Regions from separate parts of the Oryctolagus cuniculus genome. Here region 2 is linked to region 1. Evidence: chromatin contacts called from public Hi-C data. All regions are on one chromosome and are shown on one strand. The core of a region is the stretch at or near the end of the contact, and the rest is flanking DNA. Distances in the headings are between cores, read along the strand shown. Region 1 overlaps PHC2 (polyhomeotic homolog 2). Region 2 holds the start of A3GALT2 (alpha 1,3-galactosyltransferase 2).

Region 1 (3,244 bases), core at 423-2,922:
CAGGCAGACACGGAGCTGGACCCCAGTTCTGCCACTCCGACTAGGTGACCTCGAGCGCGTTCCTGGGAGACTTCTCTGAGCCTCAGTTTTCTCATCTGTGAAATGGATAAACGTTCCTAGCACACAGAGTTCTTTTGAAGGTGGGGGAAGTGGTGTGCACAGGACCACCCAGCACATCGGCTGGTACGAGGTGGAGTTGGTTAGCGCTGGCGCCCGCCCGGGGCCTCAGTGCTACCACACAGCCTCAGGAGGAGCCCGCACTCACTCCAGAACTGCCCTTAGGATTTCAGGGTCTGTCTGAGGTTTGGAGAGAGGCTGCATGGCCCAAGGCTCTCGGGAAGTCCTGAGGCCCCAGGGTTTCTCCAAGGCTTGTGGGCTGAATGAGAACATTCGAGAAACACTGCCTTACGCCCTAGCTCTAGTCCAAACTGCTGTCAATGGTTTCTTTATCCACGAGAGGAAAGCCTAGCCCCGTCTCTGGGGAAACATCTAGAACCACAGTGCAGGGAGCCTCGGCAGGGAGGCGCCTTCCTCCACTCTGCAGGGGCCACCGGAAGGTGGCGGCTGACCTTCAGCCCTGGGTGGCTTTGGAAATCTCAAAAAGGCGAACAGAGAGCCTCGGCTCAGTTTCCCCAACTCAGTGCCGCTTGCTCTCCCTGTGCTTTCCTCCGGCCGTCTGTGTGAGACACACGTGCCATCCCTCTGACCCTCTGTGTCCACCCTGTGCTTACTCCTCAGATGCTGGCGTTGATGGGACTGGCTTAAACATCTGCCCCTTCCTTCTGACTGTGCACTCCTTTAGGTAAGAGATAATATTCGGGGGCCGGCGTGGTGGTACAGACAGTAAAACTGCTGCCTGCACACCGGCATCTTGTTATCTGAGTGAATTTGAGTCCTAGCTGCTCTGCTTCCCATCTAACTCCCTGCTAATGCCCCTAGGAAAGCAGAGGAAGACAGCCCCAGTGCTTAGGCCCCTGAACCCACATGGGAGACCTGGATGGGGTTCCAAGCTCCTGGCTTCAACCTGGTCTAGCCATTAAGGAGTGAACCAGCAGATAGAAGATCTCTGTCTATGTCTCTTCCTCTCTGTTGCTCTGCCTTTTAAATAAGTAAATAAATTAAAAAAAAAAGGATTTTATTTATTTGAGAGGTAGAGTTACAGACAGTGAGAGGGAGAGACAGAGAGAAAAGTCTTCTTTCCGTTGGTTCACTCTCAGATGGCCGCAATGGCCAGAGCCACGCCTATCTGAAGCCAGGTGCTTCCTCCTGGCTTCTCATGGGGGTGCAGGGGCCCAAGCACTTGGGCCATGTTCCACTGCTTTCCCAGGCCACAGCAGAGAGCTGGATCGGAAATGGAGCAGCCGGGACTAGAACCGGCGCCCATATGGGATGCTGGCACTGCAGGCCAAGGATTAACTTAGTGCACCACAGCAGCAATAAATCCTAAAAAGAGAGAAAGCAGCCCTATTTTGATCATCTTCGTTTTAATCCAGGGACAAGGACGCAGCAGGTTCTCAAGGGCAAGAGTGCAGGTTAGACTGGCTGCACACAGCCTGGCTGCGGACACGGGGTTGGCGGCCGCCTGGGGAGCAAAGCCTCGGCTCCCTGTGATGCTTAGTTCTGTGCTCTGACAGCTTGCTCGTGTTCTCCAGGCTGATAAGGCTGGCTTCTAGGGCTCTTGCCAGATTTTTCCATCACAGGTTTCCTATAATAGGCAGTGCTGGGAGGATTTCTGCAGGCAGAGAAGGGAAGCTGGCCAAGGAACACTGATTGGTCCCGACACAGAACTTGCCTCCCACGCTCTGCTGGCCCCCAGGCCAGGGGCTCCATCATGCTCCTCTAGCACTCGCAGCACAGTGCAGCACAGCACCAATAACACCCTACCAGCTGGCTGCCTTCTCACTGAGGCCTAGCTCACAGCAGGTGGTCCTGGACCACTGATCACTGGTCCCTGCATCTCCAGAGCTGGCCAGGGGCGGGGCCCAGGGCCCAAAGGTCCCTGCATCTCCAGAGCTGGCCGGGGGAGGGGCCCGGGGCTCACTGGTCCCTGCATCTCCAGAGCTGGCCGGGGGCGGGGCCCGGGGCTCACAGGTCCCTGCATCACCAGAGCTGGCCGGGGGCGGGGCCCGGGGCTCACAGGTCCCTGCATCTCCAGAGCTGGCCGGGGGCGGGGCCCGGGGCCCAAAGGTCCCTGCATCTGCAGAGCTGGCCAGGGGCGGGGCCCGGGGCTCACTGGTCCCTGCATCACCAGAGCTGGCCGGGGGCGGGGCCCGGGGCTCACAGGTCCCTGCATCACCAGAGCTGGCCGGGGGCGGGGCCCGGGGCCCGGGGCCCAAAGGTCCCTGCATCTGCAGAGCTGGCTGGGGGCGGGGCCTGGGGCCCAAAGGTCCCTGCATCTCCAGAGCTGGCCGGGGGCGGGGCCCGGGGCTCACAGGTCCCTGCATCTCCAGAGCTGGCCGGGGGCGGGGCCCGGGGCTCACAGGTCCCTGCATCTCCAGAGCTGGCCGGGGGCAGGGCCCGGGGCCCAAAGGTCCCTGCATCTCCAGAGCTGGCCGGGGGCGGGGCCTGGGGCTCACAGGTCCCTGCATCTCCAGAGCTGGCTGGGGGCAGGGCCTGGGGCCCAAAGGTCCCTGCATCTCCAGAGCTGGCCGGGGGCGGGGCCCAGGGCCCAAAGGTCCCTGCATCTCCAGAGCTGGCCAGGGGCGGGGCCCGGGGCCCGGGGCCCACTGGTCCCTGCATCACCATATTGGAGGATGAATGTCTGCAGTACAATGAGAAGATGAAGGTCACCCTTTCTAACCTCCCAGAGTGGCTCTCACCTACTTCTGGCTGGCCCCGTCCTGTGTCCTTTTCCCTGAGCCATAGGAATTTCAGAATGGTCTACTGCCAGCCTCCACGCACTCCAGGCTCAGAGCCATGAGTGTGCACCCAAGAATCATAGCAAGGGAGCACTGGCTTATGCCAAGGGGTGTGGCTTCCCTTCCTTAGTCAGGCAGAAGCATGAAGTGGGATCAAGGGCTGGCGAATACCTCCGGACCGGGAGAGAGAAGGGCGGACGCTGCACACCAACGCCCATAGGACGTCAGAAAGCTTCCCCCGACCTGTGCTCTGGGATGCCTTCTTCCTGGAGCTCTTACCTGGTGCAATGAGGGGGTGGGCGGCCACAGCGGGCACTGCCCGGCCCGGTCCAGCCCGGCCCTCCGTGCTCCCGGGCACGCTGCTGCTGCTGCTGGTGCTGCTGCTG
Region 2 (3,244 bases), core at 502-3,001, 44 kb before region 1:
CACCTGGAAGAAAGTGGCTCCGAGGAAGGCCAGCCCTGGTCAGTGGAGACTCTGAGCCATTTTGCTCTGACTCCTGTTCCCTCCCCAGGGGCCCTCGAGCCCCTCCCCCAGGACTGTTCTGTTCCTGGGAATGGGGGCCAGGGGCTGGTGTTTGCCTGTTCTGCACAGAGCCTCAGCTGGAGGCTCTTGTGACGCCAGGCCATTCAGTTCACTCCGTGGAGTGCTTGTAGCTCCCCAGTGAAGGGGGCGCGTGCACCAGGCACCCAGGACGGCGTGGGAACCAAGGTAACTGGCAGTGACGGTTCTGTCGAAGTGGACGCTGGGTAGTGTCAGCTCTGTGATGACCCCGTTGCGGGTCACACTCTACCCCATAGGTACATAGTGTGGAGGCTCCCCCAGGGGCACAGGGCAAATCCCGAAGCTAAGGGCGGTGCCCGCTCCCCAGTTCCACTTCAAACCGCCACTCCCTTGCCTGGGACAGCCACTGGATCGTGAAGATAGTGCTGTCACAGGTTCGCGCCTTAGATGGTCGTCCGTGATGCCGCGGCCAGCCTCTGGCCGGGCTGCCCACCGCTCCCCTGCAGTGTGCTCAGTAAGCCTAACTCTGCTCGCCGACTGCCCTGCTGAATTTTTTTCCTCACTGGGGCCACTGGCCTTGGCTGCTCGTGTCCCGAGACGTTTTGGTAGCTTCTCTGATTGCCAGGAACCAACCTCCCACATGTGGCGCCATAGGCAGCAGCAGCTCCTCCGGGAGAATCCATGCCTGCTGTTGGCCTCCTGGTCACTCCCAGCCCTTCCCCCCGTCTCTGGCCTGGGAGCTTGCCCATGTGTGGGTCACTCTGGTGGCATGGGGAGGCCCCGTGCTCGCCCTGGGAGCGGAGGACCCCTTCCATTCCATCTTGGGGGGCTCCCTCTCTCCCTGCTTCTCAACTGACCACCCCTCTTGGGACCACACTGGCCTGAAAGACTTGTGGTGCCACTCTCCTTGCTGAGAAGGTGCTGTCGGGCCCTCCAGTGGGCGGGGCACTCTGCTGAAGCCGACTCCCATTGGAACCGGGCTCTCCCTGACAGACGCCCTGGCAAAGCTTTGCAGGGTTGTCTCTTGGGTGGGGCATTTTCTCCTCTTGTCCCGATGTGTGGTGGTTCTGAAGAATGGGACGATCTCCTTAACTGGGATCAGCTTGGCCCCCTGACCCCAAAAACAGGCGTCACATTTTCTTTTGTAATGTTGCCTGGACCCAGCAGACTTCCAGAACGGGCGGCCAGTCCTTGAGCAGAACTCTGAGTTACGATGCTGTCCTCAGCGTGATCTCTCGTCGCCGTCTGTAAGATCATCTGTTGTCTTTGTGAGCCTGACTGCTTAGGAAAGCTGTCCTTAACTTATTTATGTTTAAAGATTTGTTCAGGCCGGCGCTGCGGCTCAATAGGTTAATCCTCCACCTATCGGCACCGGCACAAGAGGTTCTAGTCCCGGTCGGGGCGCCAGATTCTTTCCCGGTTGCCCCTCTTCCAGGCCAGCTCTCTGCTGTGGCCCGGGAAGGCAGTGGAGGATGGCCAAAGTCCTTGGGCCCTGCACCCTATGGGAGACCAGGAGAAGCACCTGGCTCCTGCCTTCGGATCGGCACGGTGCGCCGGTCGCAGCACACTAGCCAGTCGTGGCGGCCATTGGGGGGTGAACCAACGGCAAAAGGAAGACCTTTCTCTCTGTCTCTCTCACTATCCACTCTGCCTGTCAAAAAAAAAAAAAAAAAAAGATTTGTTCATTTATTTTGAAAGTCAGTTTGGGAGAGGCAGAGAGAGACAGAGATCCATCTTCCATCCACTGGTTCACTCCCTAGATGGCCACAACGGCTGGGAGGCTGGGCCAGGCTGAAGCCAGGACCAGGAACTCCATTCGGGTCTCACGCCTACGAAACAGCTCAGCCTAAAGCTTAGCAATGGACCCCAGGTAAAGTTAGTCTAAGAGCCACTCCTGAAACCTTTTGGGTGCTCAGATGTGGCTGAAAGTGTTTCTGACACTGTCTCCTAGGGGTCAGATATTCCCTCCCAGCGTGGGACGGGACCAACAACCAGCTCACAGCCAGCCTGGCTAGGAGGGACAAACAGACCCTGGCTACAGGGCGACTGACTGATCAGTGGTGTGCGCCGAAAAATTCTGTTATCACATGGAGGGGATAAAAATCAAGATGGAATCCTGGTGTCGATCCTAAACAAAATCAGAAAAAGCCAACAGGTTGCAAAGGAAGGGTTCTTAGGTGTGACTGCCTGAGAGTAACTCAGCGTGTCTCCTCCAGAACACGCAAACACAACTCTCCTCCAGGTGGGGCCACCTACAGGCCCCTGGGTAACAGGACATTTCTAGGGCATCACCTCCTCCTCCTCGAGGCTCTGCCACTGCGGGAGCCCCGCAGCTGGGACACTGGGACACCCTGAAACCCTGGCACAGTTCCAGGGCGGGACACAACACCCCGGTTCAGCACGAAGCAGTTACAGGAGACCTTCCGAGTGCCACAGACTTGTCACTGCTGGCCCGCTGGGAATGCAGAGGGTTGCCCCAGCTCCCCTGCTCTGCCCAGATATGCAAATCACCTAGCTGGGAAAACCTGTTGGATCATGGGAAAACTCACCCTGACTGGGAAGACACTGCAGATAAATGTATGCCTCCTAGTTTGCAGCTGTTTAAACGCGCAGCCTCTGGCCGTCCTGGTACGGCATTGCTCACTGCTCTGGTGAGTGCTCTCACCACCCGTGACACTGTTCAGTCAGATGCTTCTTGCAGCATGTACAATTAGTGTTAATAAAAAGGAAAAAAGCTTAATGTTTAGAGATGGAAATGCTAACTTAAAAAGTGCTCGCTATAAACCATCTGGGAGCTGTGATACCAGTTCAGTGGATGAGGATCACGACTTTAAAAGCACCAAGAGAAAGGGAGACAGGCTAGGAATGGACTGCATGTCAAGGGTACTGTTTCATGAAACATGTTGCTGACACCCAAGGAAAGAGAGGTCTTCAAGAAGTTCATGGAAAATGTGTATCATCAAAGCTATGCGTGGATTTCTAGATTTTTTTATTTTTTGTGGCACCAAAGTACTTTTTGAGACTTACTTATTTGAAAGGCAGAGTTACAGACAGAGCGAAAGGTCTTCCATCCACTGGTTCACTCCTCAAATGGCTGCAAGGGCCTGAGCTCGGCCAATCTGAAGCTAGGAGCCAGGAACTTCATCCGGGTCTCCCATATGGGTGC

The links. A called contact is a pair of places that touch in the nucleus more often than the background predicts.
Region 2: a Hi-C map of liver shows a contact between it and region 1, with 4 times the contacts expected there. The contact joins the promoter of A3GALT2 here to the enhancer-like site in region 1. A contact is called at or near these places in 3 of 6 Hi-C or Micro-C datasets (ear pinna, liver and psoas muscle).

Annotation. Positions count from the first base shown.
Region 1 is chr7:139,251,104-139,254,347 of mOryCun1.1, reverse strand. It overlaps PHC2 (polyhomeotic homolog 2), which reads right to left. Exons shown (of 16, transcript XM_070078788.1): 7 at 3,138-3,244. Among named protein-coding and RNA genes, the nearest start is that of A3GALT2, 44 kb to the left of the region's middle. Within about 2 kb of position 1,672, at least 2 of the 8 cell types and tissues checked have an H3K27ac peak or open chromatin away from gene starts, as enhancers often do.
Region 2 is chr7:139,294,814-139,298,057 of mOryCun1.1, reverse strand. A3GALT2 (alpha 1,3-galactosyltransferase 2) reads right to left here and starts at 1,751. Exons shown (of 5, transcript XM_070078794.1): 1 at 1-1,751.